6 separate regions of the Mus musculus genome follow, and all the other regions are linked to region 1. A link is a contact called in public Hi-C and HiChIP or PLAC-seq data. All regions are on one chromosome and are shown on one strand. The core of a region is the stretch at or near the end of the contact, and the rest is flanking DNA. Distances in the headings are between cores, read along the strand shown. Region 1 holds the start of Nrp2 (neuropilin 2). Region 2 has its middle 15 kb from the start of Gm39652. Region 3 overlaps Pard3b (par-3 family cell polarity regulator beta). Region 4 overlaps Gm35252 (a long non-coding RNA gene). Region 5 overlaps Pard3b (par-3 family cell polarity regulator beta). Region 6 overlaps Pard3b (par-3 family cell polarity regulator beta).

Region 1 (4,380 bases), core at 1,714-4,213:
CCAGACCGAGGCTGCCCGCGAGGCTTTTAGTGGGCGATGAGCTTCGCACCCCGCGCTTTTGAGCTTCTCTGGAAGTGACGCAGCGTGACCAAAGATTGAGATGGGAGGGGGATCTGCAGAGAGCGCGGGAGGCAGGTGGCAGAGCAGGAGTGGGTCCGAGCGGGTGTCGTACACACACGTACACATGCTCCACGCAGTGCTCAGGGACAGATGTGCGAACATCTGGGATAGGAGATGGTCCCCAAGTCTTTACAATCCCTTCCACTTCGCACATCACTGGGAACCTGAAGTTGTGTGTGTGTGTGTGTGTGTGTGTGTGTGTGTGTGTGTGTGTGGTGCCAGTGTGCGCGCACTCGCACACCGGGGCCTACCGGAGTCCGTTCTTGAATACATAATATACCGTGGGCATTCTCAAGGAGCGCGCGCGCGCACACACACACATACACATACACAGCAAACCACACACATACATAATTTACACAGCATTCAGGTCCGTGGGAGGCAATTTAATTTCTATTCAAGCTGGGGATTCAGAATTAAGGCAAGATGGAATGCTAGGCCCAGAAAATTTCCCCAGGACGGACCTGCACCCAACCCTTCCTTGGCTCACGCTTTGCAGTTGCCCATAGGACCAGTTACCGCAGAGAGGGAGCTGCAAAGGCTTGGATTTGCATCTCAACGGCTTTCCCCAATCCGCCAAACCCCCAAAAGATAGCAAAACATAAAACCCATATGTATCCCAGGTAAAGTGACTGTAGGTATGTGTTGGGGAAGGGACAAGAAGCTTGGTAGCAGCTAAGCTTTTGCCTCAGGACCCACCCGCTAAGCACGGTGCGGGGGCGCCAGGGTGGCTGTGAGGAAGGAGACCCACCACTGCGGCTGCCTGACTCCGCCAAGTGCCTCAAGGCAATAGCACTTCTCCGAGTTTTTGTCTCTGTCTTTCCTCTCTCCTTCTCTCTTCCCCCATTTCCTTGGTAGATGGTACCCTATCCCCAGTCACCTGTAGGAGCAAACGCTAATAGGCTAATAGTTTTTTTTCAGGTTCCAGACACTGTCTTAGAGCAGAGGGAAGCACCCCCAGAAGCAGTCCCAGGGTGGAAGAACCGCATTCCCAGAGACCAGAGACCTGTTTTCAGAGAGGTAGCCCTTGTCGCAATCCACAAGAGCTGGCCCCCGGCCTCTCCTAGGCCCTGCTGTGCCTATCTCTGCAGCCCGTGTCCACACACCCTTTTTGGCAGTGCTTGAGAATAAATTCCACTCAAAAGTTTCTAACCACTTCACAAGAGGAGAGACTGCCGAGGGTCATACAGTTTGTTTTATCTTTTAAGAAAAAAATTTAAAGAACATGATTCGCTTTCCCAGAAAACACACGGATTCGGGAGAGAGTGGGGACCATCAACTGCCCACGGGAAAGCTCCCATCTCGGTCACAAGCTGGCTTGCTTCACCAGCTTCAGCCCTCTGGTTCTGAGATGTATCCACCCAGTCTGCAAAGAATCCACACATCTGAAAAGCAAAGCTAGACTCTTGCTTTTTTTTTTTTTTCCCAAGCCCTTCAGCTAACATTGCTCAATGTAGCTAAGTGGAGGGAATGCAAATGATTTATATTTCACTGGCTAGGTTGAGGAAACTCAAGGGAGATGTGTTCTGCTTCAAGACAGGGAGGAAAAAAAAATCCCCAAAACTGTAATGCAAAGGCTTTGTAGTATTTTTAAACCTTTGATTCAGTCCATATGTGACATCTGAACACCGCCAAATTCTGTTACAAAACACACACACACACACACACACACACACACACACACACACACTCCCTTTGCAAGAGAGAAAAGTTGGGTTTAGCAGCCCTGGTGGTGTAAAGAAGGCCGCTGAGATCTCCCTTTAAATGATTGAGTATTGAGGGAGCCTCCTCATGAGCGCTTCTCAGTGGCTTCTCTCCATTAGCTGTCGCCTTTAAAGGGGAAACCGTGTAAAAATGAATAGAAAAACTTTGAAGGGCTTACCTTGCTGGCTTCTCACTTCGTGTCCTGAAAAGTACAGAGCTAAGAAAACCCAGGTAAGAGGAAACATATCCATTTTTGACAGAGAGGCTCTCTCCGGGGCTAGGTTTGTGGGATCTCCTATAATTATGTCTTTGTGTTTTTCCTCTCTAATTTTCTTCCTGGTGGTGTCTTCTGCAAAGGTCTCTAACGATCAACGTTTTCCTCCTGGGTCCTGGCAGTCAGTCTGTCTTCACCTTTATTCTTGCTGGAATATCTCCACCTCACTAGGAGATAGCTCTTGAAATCAGCAAAGAGGGAGCAAGCTAAGGAAGCGGAGACCGGTTTCCTCTTCAAACCCAAACGCGTGTATGTTCTCTCCAGTTCCTCAAAGTGTCATTTCCTTTATCCTACAACATCACGAGGGTTTCCCGAAAGCTGAACGCAAAATAATAGTAATAATAATAAAAATCAAAGCCAAGAATTGCCCTGGGCATCACACGGCCCCTAGGCAGCTGTGTGATCTCAGAAGCGCTAACTGACACAGGTCCCCCGGCACCCGGGACACACACGCGGGCAGAGGCACCGACCGCTGGACAGGCGGAGTGGTAAGCAGTCAGACGTCCGGCTCTTGTCCTTTCTGGGTTCCCCTAAGCTGGAGCCTCCCCCGGCGGTTACACCCGCTTGGCCAGTCTCTGGAGGGGAGTGCGAGGCAGGAAGCTGCTGCGGCCGGTGCTGCTGGTGTTGCTGCGGGTGCGGCGGCTGGGATCGCCCGCGAGTGTGCGAGCGGCTCTCCGAGTTCGCTGGCGCCCGCCCTCACCTCCACCTCGCCCAGCGCCCGGCCGAGTGTCTGTGCTTCAGAGGATGTGCCGGGGGCGGGCTGCAGGCTGGTGCCTTGCTCGCCTCCTCTGCCTCCCCTCCGGCTCCCCCCTCGCCTTTTCAGGCCGAGCAGCATGTGGATGTCAGAGCCGCGGCAGAGCGATCCGATTACGCGCCCGCTCAGGGCCCGCCCCTTCTGTGTTCCTGATTAAAGAGGCAGCCGCGGAGACGCGCGGCGCAGAGCCGAGGACCGCGGCACCCAGCTCGGGCGGGGCGGCGGTGGCTCGCAGCCCCGCGGCCGCGCGATCAAAGTTAAGGTGCCACGCAACCCTGCCGCCCCTCTCCCAGTCCGCACCTCCCTCCCGCCCCACGCACCTTCGTGCGGGGCTGCGGGTGTGTCACACCCGGAGCAAGGAGCGCCCTCCCTTCAGGGCGCGCTGCCTCTGCCGGAGGGAAACTCCGCGGAGCCCGGGAAATTCTTGTTTCCCCTAAATTCCGAGACTCAGATGCTACACACTCAGAATCCAACACAATGCCACCTGCAATGGCGTTACAGAAGGAGTTGGGTGGCGGACCGCGTTTGGCGTAGGGAGCCAGTCCGCGGCTCAGCTCTGTGTTCCCAGAGGCAGCAAAGCGTGGCGGCGACACACACAGTCAGCCTTTAGCCTTCTCTGAACCAAACCTCAAATACTTCTTGGGCTTACTTCTCAGATCCTTTGTTGTGTCCCAAACAGGATCCTCTGCGGTCTGGGTTAGGATTTACTTCAACATGTGCCCTTAACTTGTAACTATCTGTAAACGAGGGACGATTTTATTGAATAAAGAATTTCTCCGGGCAATTAAATTCCCCACCCCCACCCCTGGCCACCCAATACACCTTCAAGCTTCCAACATAGTATAGGTACAGGGAGGCCTCTTGGACTGCTACTGTAACTACTTCTGTTCATGTTTCCCCAAGGTATTGTGGTCACAATGTTGACAGAAAGAAAATAGCATTGTGTTACCTATTTTTAAGTGGAGACATGAAAACTGTTTCAAGGCGCTATAAGCTAACAGTTGGAGAAAACACTTGCATCTTTGTTTCTGAGGGTGGCTGGGTGATCCCCAACTGTCATATTCACCAGGCACCCTTGCTTTACCATGATCAAGATCCAACAGAGCACACCTGGCAACCTTTTCAGTCCCCTTCCTAGCAGTCTGAAGATTAGGAAACATAAAGTTTGGGTGAGAAGGGACATGAACATCTGACTATACCATTTTTCCCCCTTAGCGTGGACTTATGGGTTCTTCTGGGTGGTTTCTCTCCTTATCTGGACTTGCCATTAGCGTTGTTTATCACAGCCAGTGTTTGAAAAAAAAAATCTGTAACTCTCACTTAACTGTTATTTACATGGAGATAAACACAAACAAAATTGAATCAGAAGTGATTTGCAACTAGTTAAATGAGGGATTTTCCAGTGGAAGTCCAGAGCCTGAATACCACATGGTTAATCTTAACTGCCTGGCTGCAAAGGGCTGGAGTTAGAGGCCCTCTGAGTTCTTCCAGAGAGCAACACATACACACACACACACACACACACACA
Region 2 (4,411 bases), core at 615-3,114, 160 kb before region 1:
AGATAAGTCATTTCATGTTCCACACAGCAAGTAGAGTCTCCCTTTCTTCATTTTGTGCCAGCCACTTCAAACGAAAAATTTAGAAGCCCAGCCAAAATGACATGGTGATGCATGGATCTGATGGCGCCTTTATGACCACAGCTCTCCAACGCTACCTGCACTGTGCTCAAAGGCTACTGATTTGGCTCTGCTTTGATCTTTCAAATTCACTTTAAGGAACATTCTGTGACTACTCTCAGCTTTGTGAGTGTTGAGAGGGCTTTTATCCAACTGCATTAGGGCTCTGGGTTGATGACAAAATTCACATGCAAGGAACAATTAAGAACAACACCAAGCCATACTGTGCTGAAGCTCAGCAGAGTGGAGATGAGCGAGACATTGATGTTGCTGTTGGAGGAGCTGGTTGAGACTCCAAGGGGACATGAGCCAGGCCTTGAAGGAGCCATAGGTTTATACCAGCAATGAAAAGGGTCGGAGGATAAGTATTCACACTCAGGGACCACAGAGTCCTTTTCTTCTTGGAGAAAACTAGCTTCCATGTACACCCATTTTCAGCTTGATTCAAGCAAGCAAAACTTGCTGATGCCCGATGGCTCTCCCTTGCAGCACAGTGCCTTTCTTAAAGGGCCTTTTGCAGTGAGACATCGTTCCCTTCTTAGAAATGTAGTTTCTTGTTACCCAAGACGCACCAAATCAGCACCATAAGGATGGACCTGAGAATGTGTTTTGCTCATTAGGTTTTTCTGAAGCTGAAGAATCCTGTTTTTAGGTGTCTTGTCTGGCCACCCTTGACCCAGGGAATATTTGGAATGAAATAGCCAATCTCTACTTCTAGGGCCTCTCAAGACGGGCAGGTACTGAAACCCAATTAGCAGATCATGTAAATGGAAGCCGCCTGACTGTACCCAGGCCAGCAGACTAGTTAAACAAACAAACAGAGGGATGCCTGGCTCTCATCTCCCACAGCTGCCTCACATTTTTCAACCCCAGGCACTGGGCAGCAGAAGTTGTGGGGGTGGTGCTGGCTCCCTCCCTGGCATGGCAGCCTGGCTATCGGGGGAGAAGGAACTGCCTGTTAAAGTGCCCTCATGAAAATTACTCACTATCAGCAAGGCTATTAGGCAGCGTGCATTCCCTTGACAGGAAGTCAGAGCCATAACCAAGCTAGCCAGCCGTCCTGTCAACCTCATTTCATGCTCTCCCTGACTCTTTCTGTTAACATTAGTTTGGGGAAATTTTTTCCCATTCACTGAACCTCCAAACCAACAAATCATGGAATCTTTGCTGTCACCCCAGACTAGGTCTCGGAGTATAGTGAGACCCACTCACGTATTCTCAAGCTAATGTTAAGTTTTCGACAGTCTTCGGTGGAATAATGCTGGGAGGAGCTCCGAGAGGAGTGTATCCAGGGGATGTCAGGGTCCCTTTGAGAAAGACCCATCCAGATGGATGGGCTGGGCTTTCCAAAGCCTGGCAGTTTGGTTTCCAGTGGTGAGTGTATCAGCTGCCAAGAACTCAAATTAGAGAGGGTTCTGTTGACAGCTCATAAGAGGACACTCTGAAGGACTGATTGCCAACCCCTCACAAAAAAAAAAAAAAGACATATATACAAACCAGAGAACAGATATGTGCAACATGTATAAATATATATGTGTATATGTGCATATATATGTATATATACACACACCTCTCTCTCTCTCTCTCTCTCTCTCTCTCTATATATATATATATATATATATATATATATATATATATATACACTGCATGTTACCAAAATAAATGTGTTTCTCACAGTCTTTGCCATGAATAGAATGATCAAAACCAGATGCTGCATGCAGCTCGTCATTGAATGGAAGAGGGGGTGGGGCAGGCAGAGAAGGGGGCCCTGCAGGCACACTTCAGCATGGGACTGACTTATCACTTCTTTGTACGTGGTGAACACTCCTGGCTCCAGCCACCGGTCATGTGGAGACAATGTACCTCGGGGCAGCCCTGTAGATGACAGATATCTACTCCACCCTCACCTCTGAAGAGTCTCATCATGGAGGGAGCCAGATTATGTCTGAACCAGCTCATTTGCATTTCTCATTAATCCAGGCTAGACCCCTTTTCAGGTCTCCATCAGAATCTATTCAAAACAGTTCAAATATTTGACTTTGTTTTGGTTGAGTTTTCTCTAATGTGGTTTCTACATAGCTCTCTCTTTTATGGTAATCGAATGTTCTGCCAACATTTCTCCTGCTATGTGCACCAGCTCAGGAAACCAGCTGCTTTGGGTTCGTCCTTTTCAATGGATCTGAGTGTTGTTTCTGTTTAGTATTTCAGAGGGTTGGCTAAAAAGCAGTGTTTTATAAATCTGACCCCGAATGCACCCCATTTACCAACCTACTAATGGTTTTGGCTACCGTTCACATCTTGATTTGAAATTTCTCCCGTCTCATCATCATGCAGATGATGTGGAAAGACAGGATAAGCTCATTTAACAAACTGGGTTGTATTTCCTTAATTTTCCTGTTGATCATTTATTCCATTCTGTAGGTTAAAGAGGGTGGGAGAAGAAATGACTGGCTGTGTAGCCACACCCTGTATTGTGGATCAACCAATCACAGAGGTGAGTAGAAGTTTTCTTTGATGTGTCGAGTGGTTTTTTTTCTTCCTCACACCAGCAGTGTGGGAAGGAAACAGGCCAGCTCTCGTGGGAACATTGGCTTATAGTGCAGGCTGAAAGTGTTTTAGAAAAGTAACTTGGCATTGGATCAAACTAATAAGTGGAACTGCTTGTCTGTATGGGTTGAAAGAAGGCCCCAAGGGCTTGTGGGAAAGAGAAGAAAAGTGGGTGAAGGTACACTGTGTGAGAAGGAGCTTTGTAAACTGTGACACTTCAAGTGAACACTCTAGGAAGCATATCCAAGAGACTGGACATGTAAGAGGAAGACAGCCTGAGGACTTAAGGCTTCTGTAATCTTGGTCCTAATGTTCTTCATCGGTTATTACAATCCTCTGGTCAGCTCTCTATCATGCCAACAACAGGAAGAGAAAGCAGAAGTCAATGGCCTAATTCAGCCACCCAAAGAAAGCCAAGTAGGATCAGTGGTGCCCTAAGAGTGAGCATACATACCTGAAAGTAGGCAAATGGGATCAGTGTTTAGTGATGACTAGGTTATGGAAAACTGAGGAGAAAGGGCTAGGTTCATGCAAAAAAAAAAAAAAAATCAATGGGATATGTGGTTTCCCTTAAGGACTGTAATGATGATCCTAAGATCTGGAGTTTGAAGTTTTGCATGAAACAGAATGAAGAAAATAAAAGAGGAAACCAAAGGAATATATACATACATACATATATATATATGTGTGTGTGTGTGTGTGTGTATGTATACATATGTATATATATGTATATATATACATACATACATATATACATATATTCAACTGCCAATGGGTTAAATTTATTTTAGACTATAAATGTAAAGTCTGGAAGAGCAGCTCCAGACACCAGCTTTTAAGAACAATAGACACACACACAAGAAAGGCAAACTTGAAATCTCTAGGGGAAATGGTTTAAACCAAAGTCTTGACATTTACTCCAGATGTTCAAAAGACTCTGCCTTCCCACTGGAGGCCTGTGCCTTTGTGAAGTCTACTACCAAAGGAGTGGTCCACTCGAAATGGAACTCACAACATTACTGTAAAGAATAAATACTTACTGAATTCCAACTGTGCGACAGAATGATGTGGGAGGGCGTGCAGGGGAGGAGAATGGACAGAGTTCTTGTTCTCTAGGGACTGGGTGAACAAGAGGTGGGACAGGAGCATGGGCAGAGGAGCAAGGAAGGATTAAGAGTTGCTATGGTCAAGAAGCTAGCCTCCAAAAAAACCTAAACAATCTATTAAAAAAATGGGGTATAAAACGAAACAGAGAAGTCACAACAGAGGAATCTCAAATGACCCAGAAGCACTTAAAGAAATGTTCAAAGTCATTAGTTATCAGGGAAATGCAAATTAAAATGACCCCGAGATTCCACCTTACACCAATCAGAGTGGCTAAGATAAAAAACTCAGGTGGCAGCACAGGTTGTTGAGGATGTGGAGAAAGAGGAACACTCCTCCATTGCTGGTGGGATTGCAAACTGATACAACCACTCTGGAAATCAATCTGGAGGTTCCTCAGAAAATTGGAAATAGATCTACCTGAAGATCCATCTATACCACTCTTGGTGGTATATACCAGCATATACCCAAAAGATGTCCCACCATGCCACAGGGACACATGCTCCACTATGTTCATAGTGGTCTTATTTATGATAGCCAGAAGCTAGAAACAACCAGGATGTCCCACAACAGAAGAATGGATACAGAAAATGTGGTTCATTTACACAATGGAATACTACTCAGCTATTAAGAACAAGGACAT
Region 3 (4,205 bases), core at 613-3,112, 190 kb after region 1:
CATTTGTGTGTGCATATGTGTATGTGGGGGGGTAGGTGGGGCTGGATGAGTGTGTGTGGGTGTGGGTGTAAATCTAGAGACAGTCCAGGGTTGCTTTCTTAACTTTCCATGACTTCATGTGTTGAGTAGATAACAAATTCATGTGGCTTTACTAATCTGTGTTTCAGAGAATAACAATCTACATTAATCTTTTTACAGTTTTCTAAAACCAGCACAGGAAAAAGAAATCCAATTCCAAGACTGTGAAAGGATTGTTGGGTGCAGAGGTGTCTGAGTTGGACAAAGGAGCCCTCGAGCTCTGGGAGCCCTGACATCAAGCAGCGTTGCTCCTTCTGTTCCCATCAGGCAGAATGGCGAGCCCCCTTCTCCAGGACAGTGCATCACTGTATTAGCGATGCTTTTGTAAAGAGGGGTTGACAACAATAGAATATCTCCTGCCTGCTAAACAGAAAGTGACAACTCCATTTGAAAGCTGTCCCTAGGTGCATTTTTATGTGTAGAAATTATCTGTGACAGTCCCAATCAAAATAGTTTCATGTCACATGGCACATGAATGGGCAATACAAAACACTGCTTCGAATGTGGTTTTGTCCAGTTAATAGGTATTTTTTAGTGAGTTTTTCATGCTATTATTTTTTAAATATAGAAAATAAAAGTGGGTTTTCATTGGTAATGTCTTTTTTTTTTTTTCTCCTGAGACTGCCTACACTGGGTTGAAGCTGTTGGAATTCTTTTTCCTCGGCCTTCCAAATTCTTAGATTACAGGTGTGAGTTAAAGATTGCTTAGACAAACCAATGGTTTTAACTTAAAAACATGCATACAGTAACTTAAAAAGAGATGGAAATATCAGTATAAAAAGAGCAGCTCTGCTCACAGAAAACTAGAAATAGGTAGACCAGTAGTCTGACCATGGAGTCATGGACAAACCTGAGATTTTCTTGTGGTTCCTAATATTTGGAACTCACTTTGACAACAAACTCTGACATGGATTGACCTATAAAGACAAAGCTGAGTACCGTTTACGGTGTTTGAATTAAAGGAGGTGAACGAGGACACAATTCGAAGCTTGTCAAATGTCAGACTACAAGGATCAATTCTCCCTCCTGATGGCTGATACACATCGGTCCTGGGATTGAAAAGTCGCAACAGACTGTTTGAAAGAATTCTTTCATGGCTACCTGTCTATCATAGGCCATGGTTCAATTTCAGAGTTTTCTGTTGCCCTGCTATAAACTATATACAACTTTTCATAATGTCAGCTGTAAACTCAAATTATATTTTTTTCCTTACCCCATACCACACAAAGGCTCCTATAAGTAAACTCCTAGAGGGTAGGGGACAAGGGCAGGGGACATGTCTGTCTGAAACTTCATTATATTTTAATAGATGCTCACCAGGTTCTAGACTGGAGGGCCTGGGAGGGGAATAGGGCTTCCCTGAAAATAGCCACAAAGATGTCTATATTTCTTTATTTCACAATTCATGTCTTTACTTGATAGGTTTTGACATTTACTATCACATGAAAGGACTGTCCTTTAATCTGTTTTTTTTTAAAAAAATACATTTCCCTAAAAGCAAATGAAATACATATTAGTGTAACTTCTGATATTAATTAGAATAAGGCACAAAATCACAGCCAAAACCATGCATGTATCTGTACACATATATGCACATACACATCTCCTGAAGCTTCAGAGAAATCTTATCATCCAGGTTTCATGCCACACAGAGAAGATGACAGAAGTAAATGAAAGATATTTTCATGTATGAATTTGTGGAGATTTTCGGGCAAATGTCCTAATTTTAGACAGCTAAGGTGAGGGATAAAGTCACCTGCTGGGGTGAGCGCAGGTAATTTTGGTGTGAACACATGGACACTAGAGTTCTCAAAGAGATCAGCACAGAGGTGTGAAGAGAGTCATAAAAGTGAAGCTCACTGGAGATGGCAATGACATTAAACATCCACTGAAAAAACCAAGTTGAAGGTACTTTGAAGAGAAGGGAGGGAGGATAGGCCACTGCTGGGCAGGGATGCTTTGACACCATAGAGCGCCAGAGGAAAGGCAGAGCAACCTGAACTTGTATTTTGCTTCCATTAAAGAATTGTAGAACCATATAATTTTGGAGCTGGAAGAAATTCTGGGATCACTTAGTCACACCCCTCTGTCTTTGTAGACAAGGGAAGATGCAGAGATACATTAAGTGACTCATCTGACATCTCTGTCAAGGGAAGACAGAAGAGAGGCAGGAAAGAATAGTGAGAGAAGGAAAAATACACAGCCCAATGCACTTTAAAGCCATCTGTGTCTCTGGGGCTTCCACATGACATCCAGGATGCTGAGAGCTGAAAGGCATGGCACTCGAAGCTCAGTGATCCTTGGAAATTATAGATATGGGCCCAGATGCTGCAGAAGAGCAAGTGATGGTCAAAACTTTAAAATGAAGAAAGCAGACTATAGAAAAATCTAAAGGGCACTATGCTTAATGCTTACAGCAAATCCAAATTCTCTTGAAAGTAGAGGTGGTTGCTTTGAGATGGTTAGCTGGAATTAGTAACAAATACAAAGTGTGGGAATAAGATCTAGGAGATACAGTTGCTAAGAGAAGCACTTTCTTTTGATGCATCATCAGACCTGACTGAGTGTAGCTTTTGAACAGTTAAATACTACCTTTATTCCTTAGGAGGCTTTTGAAGCACAGCTTTGATGGAGGAACTGTTGCCTGCTGTGACCTCGGGAAGTCCTTTATCTAGAAGAACTTGGATAGGAAGTGTTTTCTGGCAGAATAGGAATGGGATATTTTGCTTCAATACTGAGAATTAAGAGTAACTAACCCCTGGGATTACTGACATAAAGAATAAGCAAATGAGAGCCCAGGCAACTGGCAAGAAATTAGGTTAGCTGGGAGGAAATGGCTAGTTTAAAGGCAGCAGGGGGTAACAGCTTGACGTTCGTGCAGCTAAGAGTGGAGTTGTTTGGCTTCTCTTCCACCCAATATATTGAGTTATTGAATATCTAATTTAAGAATTGTACTAGGACCAGAAGTAAGGTACAGTGCTTGCTGGGAAATCTGAGCAGAGGCAAGTAACCGTTGATTCTATTCATCACGATCCTTATTTGGTTGAAGTCACCATTACCATCCCAGATGGGTAGCACATCAGAACCAGGCCCTGAGTAACATGAGGACCCAACCCACAGAGAACAGACACAGGGAAAACATGGCACCGTGGAATGTATAAGGGCAACAGTCTTGAGTTGTACTGCAAAAGTTGACATCATAATAAATTGAGAGACTAGCAGGAGTTTGAGCATAAGAACGAGGAGAAATATACTTTGAGAAGCATTTTAACGAAGAATTTCATGCAGGAAATGGGTTATATTCCCTACTGCAATCATTGTAGTGATCAAATGGAAGGAACCCAGCCCAGATTCATTCAGCCTGGCCAAGGGAAAGCACAGTGGACCAGAAAAGCCTTCAGGAGAACATTAGACCCAAGAGCGAGAGCTAACTCATGCTCTCTGGAATGCACACACAGAGAGCATTAACTACTTTCAACCCTGGTCCTTATAAGCAGATAGGGAGACAGGAATCTCAAGTCCACCTTGCCTCCCTGGTGTTTCATATGGTGATGCTTCCTACATAAAACAACAGTAATAATATGGAAAAATAAACTCAACCCTAGGAAAGTGAATTCTGTGTCTGTTTGTTTTTTAACTTCTGCACATCTTGAGAAGGTGATCAATTTACTAGGATCTAGATATATGGAAAAAAGAAAAGTCTACACATGGCACCTCCCTCTCTACAGAAGGATGGATTATCTACTGCTAAGGAGAGAGAGGTCTCCAGCTAAATGAGAATCACGTTTGTATTCTACTGTTGTAATTAGTCACTTGTGATGTATGCACATAGCTATCATGCCTTCAGATGCAGAGATTTGCATGTACTTCGTCCTGGAAAGACCATCCTTTTTCCTGTGTCCCAAGCAAGGAAAAGCTAGATCCTCTATTCTCTCTCTCTCTCTCTCTCTCTCTCTCTCTCTCTCTCTCTCTCACACACACACACACACACACACACACACACACACACCAGCAAAGCAAAGATCCAGCTGGGATAAAATCAGACCTGGGCCTGTGGTAGTTCAGCCCATTTTAGGTTGCCTCTCTGTGCAGTGGCTGGCACTTGAGGTGGGGGCACTTCTTCTTAA
Region 4 (4,448 bases), core at 327-2,826, 210 kb before region 1:
CTCTGTTAAGTCCACAGACCCCCAAGGAAGAAATGCCTGGAGCAGTGCCCTTTAGGGCTTCTAAAAGGAAAATGGGCAGAGTGAGAACCAACAGAGACAAAGAGGGCTTGGCCAGGGCATATCAGAGCACACTCTTATGTGCAGAGCACATCCCTGCTCAGTGTGTTCCTGGGGAGGGCCGTTTCTGCATTGGTTCAGCTGCCTTGGGCTCAGGAGGCCTTGGCCAAGGAGACCCTGGGTGATGGAAGGCATCCAGAGTGGAAGGGAGATTGGGGATACAGAACCCCAAGGTTGCCCCAGAGCTGCCTAGGGGAGCATAAAGGAGGAAACTGGAGAAACCCGGGGATCTGTGAGTGATTTCCTCTGTCTGTCAAAGCTAATGCTTGTCTCAGATGGTTTTGCTCCTAGCCCAGCTTTCTGCCTCTCCCCATCATTTTCCTGAGATGTTTACCAGGAGCTCCAGGCCAGCCACGCGGCAGCAGCCTCATTTGTTTTTATTTAGTTTCTATGAATGTGAGCTGCTTTGCACATAAAAAGAACCAACTGCACGTTAACCACTAACCACCCAAAGCCTTGCGTGTGCAAACTCAGTCTTAGCTCATGCATCCTCATGCTCTGTGGGAGCCGATGGGGTTCAGCTATGTTCTCCTGGATTATACACACACTTCGGTGCCCAGAGAGAGCTCATCCCAGGTACCCCAGCTCTCCTTCTATCTCATGTTGTCTGTGGGACCCCCAATTCTCTCTTATCTGAAGTGCCTTTCTAATGAAACAGTGCACTTTTCCCTATCATGATTATAGTGTATATTCTCCCTAATTGGAATTGCCGTGCTAAAGGTCTGAACTCTGTCGCTCCATTTCACTAGTTATTAGATTTTTTCCCAGAAAGATGCATCCAACAGTGCCCTCAGCAAACTGGAGAATCTCTCTTGTTACCACTGGGTTTTATTTATTGAGACAGGGTGTTTCCTGGACACTTAGTGTCAGCAGGCAACCTGAGAAAAGCTGACTCACCAGACACGGGCCCTGAGCCTTGCCTTATGGCACAGCCGGCCTCCCCAGGTAGTTTCTCCAAATAAGGTTCCTGGCTCACCCGGGGGAGGGCACTTAGTATAAATGTAAATTCCAGGGACTTACTCCATTTTCCTGGATCGGAATCACCAGATCCTCAGGAGTATGTATTTTTAGTAAAAATTTTGGAATGATCAGACCACCATTAGGCAATGGTTATTTCAACTTCCCTTCCTCTCAGCAGGAGTCAGGATGGTACATAGGGATCTGTCTGGATGGTTCTTCTCAGGCACTAGAATGCCTCTCCTGTGAGAATGGTACCATCTCTAGGATGCAGACAAACCCACCAAGTCCAGGCTAGGCTGCAGATAACAACCAAATGGGTGGATCAGATTTTGCTGATGCTCCCGTAGGCGGAGCGCCTGGGCCACAGAGCAGGATAAAAACTCACTCTGGTGTCAAGAGCACTGTTCCAAATTAGTTGAGTGAAGTCGAGCAGCCCTAGAGAATGGCAACATGTGGCTTTGTTCAGGGAGGGAGCTGCGTGTGAGGCACACACGCCCACCCAGTCTCTTCCTGCCATGCAACCAGGCTTCACGAGCTGTTACAGGAGACAGGGATGGCACTGTCTGGGGAAGCCTGCTTAGCAAGAGGCTCACCAAGATAGATACGGACCTGTCTAGATGTTCCGCCCCACATGAAGGGGAACTGGTCCAGATTTGTGGGAGTGGCTTGAGTATGTGGAGAGCAGATGGGCAGGGCTAATTGCCAGCAGTGGCTTCTGGACAGAATTGATACAAGCCACCACAAGTGTCAGATGAGTAGCCCCAGGAATTCTGCCAGGCATGTGACAACCAGCGGTCCAGACTAAGGTGTGTTTATCTTGTGTCTTCAGATGCTGCATCACCCGGGACTCGTGGCTTTAGTCATGCACATCCTGCATCTCTTCCCTAGGCTCTACAATTGGCCAGATGCACACACTGGAGATTGCTGCCACTATGTGGTATCCTGGGCTCAGCTTTTTGCTTTTAATCCTGTATTTGGACTTTTTCTTGGGGTGGGGGAAGAGGTGTGGCATAGCCTTGCACATTAAACCCAAAGAAGGCAAGTGTGTTGTTACATCACTCCCAGAGACACTAATGCCCCGTCGTGTGTGGCTCCCAGCAAGCCAAGATTTTGGGTTGATTCAAGGAGGCAGTCAGGATAGCAATACTTCTCATCCAGGCCCAAGTCGCCACACTCAGTACAGCTTGGAAGTTCAGCATGTACGGTTCCCTTTCTTAATTCAGGAAAATGAACATCAATCTTTTTTTTTTTCTTTTCTTTCTTCTTCTAGCCTGACTCTATGTGTGATCATTTAAGACCAAAGTAGCTGACCCAGTACATGCCACAGTCTTCAAATAGCAAAGTGGCCCTGGGATGAGCACAGATATAGAGTCCTTAGACCTCAGTTCCCAAAGTGCAATTCCCAAGGGCTTGGATTTGCTTCTACCATCGAAACAAGGGCATATTATGTTTTCCACCTACTGGGCATACTGGGAGGGGAATAACTTAGCTCTACAAAGACCATGCCAGTACTGGAGGAAGTACCTCTGACCTCATTTATATGAACTCAAACTGCATGCCATCTGTGCTGCAAAACAGAGGGTGTGCCTCTGTGTGTGTGTGTGTGTGTGTGTGTGTGTGTATAGATGTGTTTCCTCAGAGAACACAATGGTAAGATTTGGTTAAGGACCGAGAACCGAAATAGAAACCATTTGGGAGGAACATCTATTGATCAGCAGCAAAGCCACATTTGGTGTCTGTTTTAAACAGAATCATTAATCATAAGGAATCAAAAGAGAATGGAGGCGAGGGCGAATGCTTCCCACCCTTCGAGCTCCCACTGTCGCCTTTCACAGCAACACAGTTTCTCACGCAGAAAAATCTGTTTTCAGTCTGACTGAAATGTGCCCCTTGAGTCATGAGCGTCTCTATATTTGTAAGGCTCTTCGCAGTTGACAAAGCATTTTGCAAATTTTTTTTCATCTACTTCTATCCACAGGGGTGGAATGACTTCACCCAAGACCGCACAGCTAGACACAAGCAAGCTGGATTGGAGCTCTGAGGGGTCCACGTGCAGTTCAGGATGGCTGCCTCTCCAAGGACCAAGGGTATTACCCTGTAGAGAAGTTGTTGAGCTCAAACCAGGAAAGGGTGATTTTTGTTTTTGTTTTATTTTATTATTATTATTTTTTTTATGTCAAGCCTGTTGTTGGCTTTAGGGAAATGGACAGAGGTACATAAAACATGGGCTCCAGGACTGGCAAACACAAATGGTCAAGTGACTTTTATATCCATGGACAATGAGAACATGAAGATACCAAAGCAGCAGATGATGGAGTCTTGGGATAGTGTCTTCTCCTCCCCACCCCCCATCATGCTGGGCATCAAGGCCAGGACCGTGTGCATAGTAGGTATACACTCTATCTTTGGACTACATCCTCAGCGTTGGCACAGTGCTTAGGAAAAATGATTTATCTGACTCATTATCCTCAAGAGCAGGTGTGTCTCCTCTACCAAAAATGGGCCACACCCCCATTCTTGCTCTCTGTATACTCGGTTGAAAAAGTCAGTGTCAAAATCCAAGAGCCAGCAGCACTGGTGTGGCTTTTCAGAGTTACTGCCATGTCTGGGACACTTGGGTCATCCTCATAACTCTAGAAGCTAATTATATTAATATTCATGGAGAGCAAGAGCCTGTGTAAAGGGGATTCAGAGTTCCATTGTCTCAGCGCACTTTGATATTAAATGAATAAGTAATGTGGATTACATCTAAATGAAATAAGCACGTCAGCATTGTTCTTTTTAAGTCAACAATTTGAGCTTTTTAAAAACACTCATTATTAAAGGTTACAGACGTATTCTTTTTTTCCTATGCTTCAATCAAGAATGTAATATTAATCTACCATTAGCCGAGCAATGCTATTGCTGTTTTCCTTACATCTGGTCCACTCTTATCACCTCTGGAAATAGGAGAAGAGTTAAGATTGCTGGAGTATTACTCTAGGCAAGCTTGCCATTCCTTTGTTCTTTTTGTAAGTGATTATGCATGTATGTCTGTCATTGTCTCCATATTCCCCTGAATTTCTTTGTACAGAGCTGAGCTGAGCAAATAAAGCAGGGCAAAACATGACACCTTTTTTTTTGTTTGTTTGTTTAATTTTTAAATTTTCTTCTCTCCTGTTTACCTTTACCACGGTGCCCCTCAGAGGCAACTAACCATGCAGGGCATAGACTACTTGACTGTACTGCGCGTGAGCTGAACTTCACGTCGGAACGCTGACTTCCCCACTGTTACCACTGACAGTGTGAGCCTCAGTGGGAGGAGGGCAGCCCTCCCTTCACACACAATCAGCACCAGCTGTAGTCCAATTAAACTCAACAGTGAACAGGTG
Region 5 (4,511 bases), core at 1,881-4,380, 220 kb after region 1:
CTATGGGTGAGTCTGTGGGGCTACTGTCATTACTAATGACTGATGTGGAAGACCCCAGCCCACTGTGGGCAGGTCTGCACTGGGCACACGGTCCTGGGTTGTACAGGAGAGCAGGCTAAGTGAAACAGGAGGAGCAAGCTGGTAATCAGATTCTTCCATGGCCTTTGTTTTTAGTTCTTATTTTCAAGTTTCTGCGTGGATTTCTGCCCTGACATCCCTTCTAGATGGAAGCTGAAGAAAACTCTTACCATATTGTTTATTATAACAGTATAACAATAACACTAACAAGAAAGCATAGAAGCTGAAGGGGTCTGCAGCCCTATAGGAGGAACAGCAATATGAACTAACCAGTACTCCCAGAGCTCGTGTCTCTAGCTGCATATGTAGCAGAGTTTGGCCTGGTTGGCCATCATTGGGAGGAGAGGCCCTTGGTCTTGTAAAAATTCTATGCCCCAGTATAAGGGAATGCCAGGGCCAGGAAGCAGGAGTGGATGGGTTGGGGAGCAGGGGGAGGGTATAGGAGATTTTTGGAGAGGAAACTAGGAAATGGAATAGCATTTGAAATGTAAATGAAGAAAATATCTAATAAAAAAGAAAGCATAGAAGCTTTAGATAAAAAGTATAACATAAGCTAGAAATTGTAGCTGACAATCAGGTTTTGGTCACATTAATAAATATAAAAAGAATAAAAGATTAAGGCCAAGGAATACAAAATCCTTTGGCTTCTGATGCATCTGGAAGACAGTGTCCACTTGTGTACACCACGATTAACACAGTGATCATAAAGTCAATAGACTTGAGTGTGTCCAGGGAACAGACACCCAAAGAGCTATAGATGTGGATTACAAACCAGGACTAAAATAGCTGGAAGAGTTTATCCTCAAGAAATGATTGCCCAGTGATCCTAGGGCAATGTGCCATACCTTCTGTACCCTGGTATATATATATATATATATATATATATATATATATATATACCAGGTATTATATTATTATGTATAACAGTATTACTATATATAATAATTATATATGTAATTAAAAGGTAAATTGTTTTTAACCATCACAGCATTTGAGACATCATGGCATTAAGCCTCCATCATGTAGAGAGGTGAGGATGCTCTGCATTGACCAATTTGTGGGATTTCAGGACCACACCTTAAGTACAAATCGTCTACCAGCTCTTCCTCCCACAGCTGCCCCTTAATCTCTCTCCTGATGAGTTTGAATGCCTTACCCTGGTGACCAAGGCTCGGTCGTCCTCCCTCACTTGTGCTCTTGAGCCTTCCTGTTTTATTTCTGGCCATTGACTCCTTTCTTTCCGGTCTGTCTAATGACCAATTTCTTAAACTGTGAATTACAACCACAGATGAAGTCATAAATGAATATAAGGGTTGCAAAAAATTGCCAACAATATAAGGTCTCTGGATGCACCATGGCCACATAATTGATTCATGGTATTTTTTGGCAGCACTCTCCCTTGATGTATCCTAACCTTCACTGCAGCCTAGGCCCAGAACACATAACATAAACACTTTACCCTGCATGCATCATGTACAATGAACATGAAACTTTGGCTCAGATTTGAGACTACTGTATGTTAAAGAGTATAATATTTTTACTGTACCTCTATGACTATTAGAAACTAAAACTTCTATTGTTTTCCTATCCTCAGTTCTCAGTATGTAAATATCAAATTCATGTATCTTTCAACCATACTTCGTTAGAATGTTTGATTTAAAAAATTGATGTTAGAGTTGCTGACTTGAATTTCACTGAAAAAAAAATCATTACATGAATTCTAGTCTGTGATGAGCACAGAATTTCCAACGGTTTTGAAAGGGGCCCTAAGCATACTTCTGTCATTTTATATTATGCATTTATGTGAAGTGGTATTCTCAGCATTGACAATTATAAAATCAAAGTATTGATCAATTCTGAAAAACGTGGAAGATGCTTTATGTCCTACAGTATCAAATATTCAGCCAAGATTTAAATCTTTATGTAAAATAAACAAGCATACATCCCATTAGCATGCAAATCTTCTTCCATTTATAATGCCTGCTAATATTACACATAAAGAGTCATCTTAATATAAATTTATTTATAGTACATTATTAGCAAGTATTTTATTATTATTACTTACATACTTTGGGGTTGCATAAAAATCTTGGGTGGGAAAGAGTTGTGGGAGGAGTTTACAAAGCCCTGCCCTCACCTGCCACACTTCCTCTCACTTTGACTTTCACCTATGTTTCACCCCATCCACTAACCCAACAGTCCCGCTACAGTAACTACCATGTACCAACCACTGTCTTCTACATATCTCATAACGTATAGCAACACCTGATGAGGGGGATATACCATTTCCTCTCATTCCCTAGTGAACTTAGGACTGACTACCAGTCCTGGCCCTATGCTCCGTAAGTATTTGTTGCATTGCTTGCATGAAGATGCAGCATGGCATTTTGGGAAAGTTATTTTTCTGAAGGCTGTGTAGTGGAAGAGAATTGGACCCAGATCAGCCCCCACACCAGAAGTCATGGTTTAACATGCCATTAATTTGTATGTTAAGAGCCCAAACTAAGCCACCTTACCTGCATACTGTACTAAGAAGGAAGAAGTGTGTCTATGTAACAGGCTGGGTTAGGTGAAAGAAAGGTATAGAAAGGTCTAGAATGAAGTCCCAATACTGGGCAAGTTACTCACATTCTCTGAGCTTATTTTCTACAACATTGTTATAAGGGGACATTGTTAGTTTGGAATCACCATTTTAGATGTGACTTCAAAGACACAGTCTTTCCCATCCAATAACCCTCTCATTACCTCTAGGCTCACTCTCTACAGTCTTACCACCAAAGCAATTCCTATTATCAGTTCTCCTCTGCTCCTTCTAAGCCACTGACTCTGTCCTCTCTAAGTTACCAATGACCTTTTAGTGGCTACAGTTTCTTGACAGGCTTTATCCTCTCCACCTCTGTGGACACCGTTATGATACTGGCTACAGGATCTTGACATATATCAGTCTCCACTGCACATATGTCATCACTCAGATTTCTGGAGCCCACATTGGACAGCCGCAGGACACTTGTCATCAGTTACTATCAGCCAATTAAGTATCAACATGAGATGTGACACAGTGACTCCAGTGTGCCATGCAGTCTCACTTCCTGCCACTTTCCTTCCTGCTTACATGCATGTTCTGGGTATTTCTCAACTTCCTCAAATGCATGCTCTGTCTAGCAACTTGACCTTCTTACATAACTATTTTGTAAGAGAAAAGAGGTATCTTATTGTACCTAATCAATGTTTAAGGAGCCTTCCAGAGCCAGCTCCACTCTCACCTGCTTTAGGAGGCCTTTTATGTGTAGCCTAAACAAGGGAAAGAAGCTTTCACTTCTAATTACAGAGTATTACAATTCTCCGTTTCCACATGTCGTGGGTTTCTATTGATTAGAAAAGGAATTCCTCTAATCCTTATGAACATGTCAGGATAGCCCTCCCATCTTCCCTAGAACTTTCTAGAGTATATATAATATAGCAGATGCCAAATAAATGCTTATTGAATGAAGAAAGATTGAACAGATGACTAGATAAGTGATATGCCCTTCACTTTAAAATATGGTAGGTTTAGAACTCAGAGTGTCTGCTTGGAATGCTATCTAATGGAAATCTTAGATTTACGTGCACCCAGAATTTCACGGATACAGAACAGTACAAGTGGTCATAACAGTAACCATGATGATAATAGCTATCATTATCTAGTGTTTACTGTGCATCAAGGCAAAAATCACTTGCTTTAAGACTTTAAGGAAAAGGAACAGCGCAGTCTTTAAATATAATTAAAGATAAGAGCAGAATCAAGACAATTCTGGGTAAAAAGAGTCACTCTTTGATCTGTTATCTAAAAATTTAACAGCTGTCTAAAACTCCGCAGAAGGCAGATTTGGAGCATTTATTAACACAGAGGCAAAAGCCAAAATTAAGACTCCATTACTCATACAGATATGTGGACTGGGCAGTAAATAAATAATTTTTTGGCAGCATTTTATAGTGACTGTCTTTAACATTATCCAACGAGATTTCTTTCCTGGTCTACCTACATGGGTAAAAATTAACTTAAAATACCATATATATGTATGTCACGGTTTAGATCTAAAAATTCCCCCTATTGATTCAGTATTGAAGGCTTGGTTCCAGTACAGCTGTGTTTATAGCTAGGGCCACAGAGAGACGGCAACTTTGTCAGTGGGTTCATCTGTTGATAAGGTCATAGCTATTCAAAAGTAAAGTCAAGTCTGAGGAAGTAAGTGTCTGAAGGGAGCATTTGCTAATTCTTCCCCTCTCTGTGACCAAATACCTGACAAGAAGCTACTTAAGAAGGTGAGAGTTATTTTGGCTCACAGTTTGAGGGTGCAGTCTATTATGATGGAGACATCATGACAGCAGAAATTGAAGCAGCAGTCTCATTATCAGGAAGCAAGCTGAGAGAAATTCTATTGTTCAGCTTGCCT
Region 6 (4,268 bases), core at 480-2,979, 150 kb after region 1:
AGACATAACGAAAGGCCAAGTACATAAGGGAGAACTTATAGGGATAAAAGCAAATCTATCTTAATTCCTGGTTAACCCACCCCCCACATCTTATACTTCACTTACCGATTTCTTCCTGTATAACTACTCAGAAATATCTCATTAAATGAAATTATGGTTCCTGTCTGCCCTTTTCACTGACATGGACTCCTTATTCACTTCTGAGTCTTTGGAGTCAAGTAAATTTTTGGTGTAAAGTTGCCACTGAATGGAAGCCCAAGGAATGAATGAATGAATGAATGAACGTAACTAAGCAACCAGACACCTTGAAATATGATCTCCAGTCCTAGGTCTAATATGCAAACAAAAGTAAAAACAAGGCTATCATTTTTCCTTAAATGATGCTAGAACATTAATAGATTTTCTTCTTATTTTGAAAATAAAATCTTGCAGAAAACTAGCAAAACCTTAGGAGATTCTAAATGGGAAAGGATTCAGATTTTTGGTGTGCATCAAGGGGGAAATACTGAATGCTGGAAACAAAGTGTTTGCTTTTTCCTGTTTGTCAGCTATGTGGTCTTAGGACTGCAGTTTTTAACTTCACATATCTGCATCTACATCTAGAAAAGAGAAAGTTTTCTTCTGTCTGAATTTGGGAAATGTCAAAAGCAGTCTAAACCCACACCTAAACCACAAACTCCTAGACACAATAGCGTCTCCCCCAAGTCACCAATTTAAGAACTATTTTAAAAGATTTTTTTCCCACTGCCATCCTTCACGTTCATCATGAGACCATGATTTCCTGGTCTGGAATGTGAGCCTCTGATTCCCTCATAACCACACACAGATATAGAACATTGATGCCTATGGGCTGCCTGACCATTTAAACTTGGAAATTACTGTAAAGGGAATTTTTCAGAAAACAGGAAGCTGGGTCTGCAACTGAATAGATGAAAGAGAAAGAACTAACTGGTAGATCTAAGGAACTAAATGAGATTTGCTATTCACAAACAATCTGGGACTCTGGCAATTACTGATGATAGGGGAGTATAACTGAAAAACGGAGATGTCTTCACATGGTTTGGGGGTATCCATTATTACAGGGTGAGCCAGAAGGTTCATTAGAGAAAAGACATCAGATCATGAAGGAAAATATCTTTCTCACGCAACATTTCCTACTGTTTCTCTGAGGGGGAAATTCCAAAGCGTAAATATGTTTATGTGCATATACATCACACATACACATAGACTGAAACATAGACACAGACACATACATATGAGGGGGGAGGGAGAGAGAGGGGGAAAGATAGAGAGAGAAGGGGAGAGCAGAGAGACAGAGGGGAGAGGGGGAAAGAGGGAAAGAGGGAGAGAGGGAGAGAGGGAAAAGAGAGGGGGAGGGAAGGGGAAGGGAAGAGAAGGAGGGGAAGAGAGAGAGGGACAGAGAGAGAGGCAGAGGGAGGGAGGGAGGGAGGGAGAGTGAAAGCGAGAGCGAGAGAGAGAAAATATGAATCTTTCATCGCTTTTGGAGAGTTTGGATGCTGTAGTTGTTGGGCACAATGTACGTTTTCATAGGCATTCATACATCACTCAGTATTCATTGGGCGAATAACCCGAATAACCAACAAAGGATTGAAGAACTGCAAGACGCATGTTTTGCACATGTGCTGCTCCAGTTTTGCTGCCTGAGTCAGGGAGCCAAGTGAGTCAGAGATGACACAGAGCAGCTAAATCATTTGAAAAGTGATTCACAGACTTTCCCTCAGTCTTGAAAGTCGGAAAGGGAATAATTCCTCAGTGACCTGTAGTCACCACATCATACCCTGTCCTTTAGGATCCTTCCCTAGAATGAATGGGAAGGGTGACATGTCAGCCTAGCTGTATAATTCAGTGGTACTAACTTCTGTATGTTTTCATAAACAAAATTAGCATTGTGATTTCAAGGCTCACAATGAAACAGTGTTGGATGAGAGACCTGGGAGAGCTGTAAAGTCACAGATGCTGATGTGTATCACAGCTTTATTCAAAAGTCACCATAGTCACTGGGGGGAATGGCAATTGCCTTAGCCATGGCATTGGCTGTGATACCCACGGCCATCACTTCAGGGTTTTCTCTGATTCCGTATCTTTCCTATGAATCCAAAAGGCAGGCTTTCTATAAATTTTCTTTTTCCCACCATAACATCAGAATAGTTGATATTAAATAAGAACCAAATGTTGTAAAACTTCAGAATGGTTATGACGCCAACGTTTTTTTTTTTTTTTTTTTTTTTTTTTAAAGAAATTACAAGATGGCCACGGTTGTGACCCAAGTGACTTATAGTTAGGAAGACGCCATGACCTACAAGTTCTGCACTGCTGTCAACTTGAAGGGCTGCAAACACCAGTTAGATGGATTTTCATATCTTTTACTCTAAACATCATCTTCTCCTTTTAATTTAGTACCCAAAGTTTATTTTAGGCCTTTTCAGTTCTGTTAAAACAAAACACATCCAACTGATTTTAAACAGCTTTGAGGACTGTTTAGGCAATCTGGAATTCATAGGAGTTTCTGCTATGGTCCCTCCTATATTACATAAAATGGTCATTTCTCCCATTGCAGTAGAAGAAAAGAATGTTATTATTGAGAAGTTGGAATTTTGGGTTTTCAGCATGATCCAACACAAACGGTTGTGGTTTGGGGGAACTTAACTTCTTCTAAACTCGACATCCTGAACTGGAATTAATTGCTCATTAGAGGCAGAAAGGGTTCTTTTTTCACTTGAGTGTAAGTGTAGCATAGAGGGTTTTTTTTTTTTTTTGACATATTATGGAAAAATAATGTGGTTCTGAGCTTTCATTTTTCTGCTTTTTTCTCTATTTAGGTTTGGGTTAGAGCCCGGAGATGGCTAACTTATTTGATTACAACATAAAAAGAATGATTTCGTTTAGACTTTTAAAGGGAACTGAAAAAATAATACCAAACGTGGGTTTTGGTTCAGTCCTGTTGGGTTCCAAAGCAAACTAGGAATGATGAAGAGTCGTTCAGCAGAGGAAGAGAAACAGTTTTGACAGTGTTTAAATATGAGTGCTTAAAGACAGGGGAAACAGGAAATCTTTCCCTTTCTCCCTGCCCCTTACATAAAAAGTATCTAAAGAGCTGCCAGGGGCTGGACTCTCCTTTTCATCTCTTTGCTCTGGGAGTTAGCCCACATTTGAAAATCAGCTTGGTCAATGATTGTGTGGTGATGGAGCAAAGTCTTAGTTTAATCATTTATACAATAGCGTTAAAGATGTCTACATCACAGCATCTTTGTTTGAGATATGCTGTACAAAACTAGGTTGAGTAGGCATTGAATAAACGATGTCATTGTTATCAATAATCTGGTATTGTTTAATTCATTAAGCAATAATCTGTATGTATCTCTTTGGTTTGCACCCTCACTCTTTGGTCGGCCTGCAGTTGATATTTCTTTGCTTTGGGGTTTTTGCAGAGCTGAAAGCAGAAGCTACTTGAAGTCAACTTTCTGCTGGCCTTTGATTTTTGCATAAGCTCGTTAAAGAGATTAGGGGTGCCCTAGGGTCAAAGATGAAAGGCATAGTCCTTAGGAAGAAAAGTATATGTGTGGGAGAGAGGAAAATAGATATTGACCTTTGGAGCAATGGAATTTGCCAAAATACTGCTTACTAACCAAGCTGACAGTCGCCTCCTGAAGTCATCATGTGTCTCTCCAAGGTAGCACAGTGAGAGTGGCTGGAGGGCCTCCCACGATGCAGTGTGCACTGTATAGTGACCCAGAACTCCAGAATGAGCAGAGGTTAAAGACGGAAGATAATGACTAAGGAGACATGGTTGTCTAGCCAGTGGAATAAATGGCGTCTAAACACGTTGGCCTGTAAACCATTGGAAACATTTATGGAACACTTCCTACAATGTCAGAGACCACTCTAAGTGCTTCCCGTGCAATCATATACGTGATCCCATACTTACATGAAACAGCACCATCAGCAGATTGTTAAAGGAGACAGAAATGGCCCACACTTTCCCAGTTAGTAGTTGGCGTAACCTTGACACATACTCGGGCAATCACTTATGATCCTGATCTATTTACGATTAAATGCTCTGCTTGCCTGTTATGTTTCTAATCAGCACTGCTCAAGCAATTCTCACCATTTCTGTGTTAGAAAGACAGGATGAGTGGACAGAGCGGTTTAGGGTATCTGGCTTCCAGAGCAGATGGTCAGGCAGGGCTGATGAGTCATGGCCCCTGTTAGAATAACTGGTGTTATGGGATCCAGCAAGCAGATATAGA

Evidence for each region. A called contact is a pair of places that touch in the nucleus more often than the background predicts. HiChIP or PLAC-seq counts read pairs in DNA pulled down with a chosen protein or histone mark.
Region 2: a Hi-C map of the N1E-115 cell line shows a contact between it and region 1, with 11 times the contacts expected there. The contact joins the enhancer-like site here to the promoter of Nrp2 in region 1. A contact is called at or near these places in 3 of 39 promoter capture datasets (the 3T3-L1 cell line, hippocampal neurons and trophoblast stem cells), 1 of 15 datasets of contacts at CTCF or cohesin (the NIH/3T3 cell line), 2 of 484 Hi-C or Micro-C datasets (the N1E-115 cell line and nephron progenitors) and 3 of 115 datasets of contacts at active chromatin or transcription factors (all in embryonic stem cells).
Region 3: a contact with region 1 is called in a Hi-C map of the N1E-115 cell line, with 8 times the contacts expected there. The contact joins the enhancer-like site here to the promoter of Nrp2 in region 1. A contact is called at or near these places in 6 of 39 promoter capture datasets (the HPC-7 cell line, embryonic stem cells, liver and 2 more), 1 of 15 datasets of contacts at CTCF or cohesin (the NIH/3T3 cell line), 10 of 484 Hi-C or Micro-C datasets (the HL-1 cell line, the N1E-115 cell line, bone marrow-derived dendritic cells and 7 more), 11 of 115 datasets of contacts at active chromatin or transcription factors (bone marrow-derived dendritic cells, bone marrow-derived macrophages, embryonic basal ganglia and 5 more) and 4 of 9 other capture datasets (adipose tissue, embryonic stem cells, liver and 1 more).
Region 4: a Hi-C map of the N1E-115 cell line shows a contact between it and region 1, with 5 times the contacts expected there. The contact joins the enhancer-like site here to the promoter of Nrp2 in region 1. A contact is called at or near these places in 7 of 39 promoter capture datasets (the 3T3-L1 cell line, embryonic stem cells, hippocampal neurons and 2 more), 3 of 484 Hi-C or Micro-C datasets (the N1E-115 cell line, granulocyte-monocyte progenitors and nephron progenitors) and 8 of 115 datasets of contacts at active chromatin or transcription factors (VIP interneurons, bone marrow-derived macrophages, embryonic stem cells and 2 more).
Region 5: an H3K4me3 HiChIP or PLAC-seq map of bone marrow-derived macrophages shows a contact between it and region 1, with 4 times the contacts expected there. The contact joins the enhancer-like site here to the promoter of Nrp2 in region 1. A contact is called at or near these places in 9 of 39 promoter capture datasets (HPC-7-derived erythroid cells, embryonic stem cells, frontonasal cranial neural crest and 5 more), 1 of 15 datasets of contacts at CTCF or cohesin (the NIH/3T3 cell line), 6 of 484 Hi-C or Micro-C datasets (bone marrow-derived macrophages, cerebellum, cortical neurons and 3 more), 11 of 115 datasets of contacts at active chromatin or transcription factors (bone marrow-derived dendritic cells, bone marrow-derived macrophages, embryonic forebrain and 5 more) and 4 of 9 other capture datasets (adipose tissue, embryonic stem cells, liver and 1 more).
Region 6: a contact with region 1 is called in a Hi-C map of the C2C12 cell line, with 4 times the contacts expected there. The contact joins the enhancer-like site here to the promoter of Nrp2 in region 1. A contact is called at or near these places in 10 of 39 promoter capture datasets (the 3T3-L1 cell line, HPC-7-derived erythroid cells, cranial neural crest and 6 more), 19 of 484 Hi-C or Micro-C datasets (the C2C12 cell line, the MC38 cell line, the MC3T3-E1 cell line and 11 more), 13 of 115 datasets of contacts at active chromatin or transcription factors (the NIH/3T3 cell line, bone marrow-derived dendritic cells, bone marrow-derived macrophages and 4 more) and 4 of 9 other capture datasets (adipose tissue, embryonic stem cells, liver and 1 more).

What each region holds. Positions count from the first base shown.
Region 1 is chr1:62,701,900-62,706,279 of GRCm38.p6, reverse strand. Nrp2 (neuropilin 2) reads right to left here and starts at 2,963. Exons shown (of 17, transcript NM_001077404.1): 1 at 2,003-2,963. The coding sequence starts at 2,075.
Region 2 is chr1:62,857,589-62,861,999 of GRCm38.p6, reverse strand. No RefSeq gene overlaps it. Among named protein-coding and RNA genes, the nearest start is that of Gm39652, 15 kb to the right of the region's middle. Within about 2 kb of position 1,864, at least 48 of the 459 cell types and tissues checked have an H3K27ac peak or open chromatin away from gene starts, as enhancers often do. A contact at or near this core is called in the N1E-115 cell line and hippocampal neurons, where this site is marked.
Region 3 is chr1:62,506,863-62,511,067 of GRCm38.p6, reverse strand. The region is part of intron 20 of Pard3b (par-3 family cell polarity regulator beta); the gene reads right to left. Among named protein-coding and RNA genes, the nearest start is that of Gm34881, 17 kb to the left of the region's middle. Within about 2 kb of position 1,862, at least 2 of the 459 cell types and tissues checked have an H3K27ac peak or open chromatin away from gene starts, as enhancers often do. A contact at or near this core is called in the N1E-115 cell line, where this site is marked.
Region 4 is chr1:62,905,914-62,910,361 of GRCm38.p6, reverse strand. Gm35252 (a long non-coding RNA gene) reads left to right here. Exons shown (of 4, transcript XR_865480.1): 4 at 3,056-4,186. Among named protein-coding and RNA genes, the nearest start is that of Gm35252, 48 kb to the left of the region's middle. Within about 2 kb of position 1,576, at least 29 of the 459 cell types and tissues checked have an H3K27ac peak or open chromatin away from gene starts, as enhancers often do. A contact at or near this core is called in the N1E-115 cell line, VIP interneurons and hippocampal neurons, where this site is marked.
Region 5 is chr1:62,481,885-62,486,395 of GRCm38.p6, reverse strand. The region is part of intron 20 of Pard3b (par-3 family cell polarity regulator beta); the gene reads right to left. Among named protein-coding and RNA genes, the nearest start is that of Gm34881, 42 kb to the left of the region's middle. Within about 2 kb of position 3,130, at least 31 of the 459 cell types and tissues checked have an H3K27ac peak or open chromatin away from gene starts, as enhancers often do. A contact at or near this core is called in bone marrow-derived macrophages, erythroblasts, hematopoietic stem and progenitor cells and 1 more, where this site is marked.
Region 6 is chr1:62,549,117-62,553,384 of GRCm38.p6, reverse strand. The region is part of intron 21 of Pard3b (par-3 family cell polarity regulator beta); the gene reads right to left. Among named protein-coding and RNA genes, the nearest start is that of Gm34881, 25 kb to the right of the region's middle. Within about 2 kb of position 1,729, at least 56 of the 459 cell types and tissues checked have an H3K27ac peak or open chromatin away from gene starts, as enhancers often do. A contact at or near this core is called in the C2C12 cell line, the NIH/3T3 cell line, adipose tissue and 4 more, where this site is marked.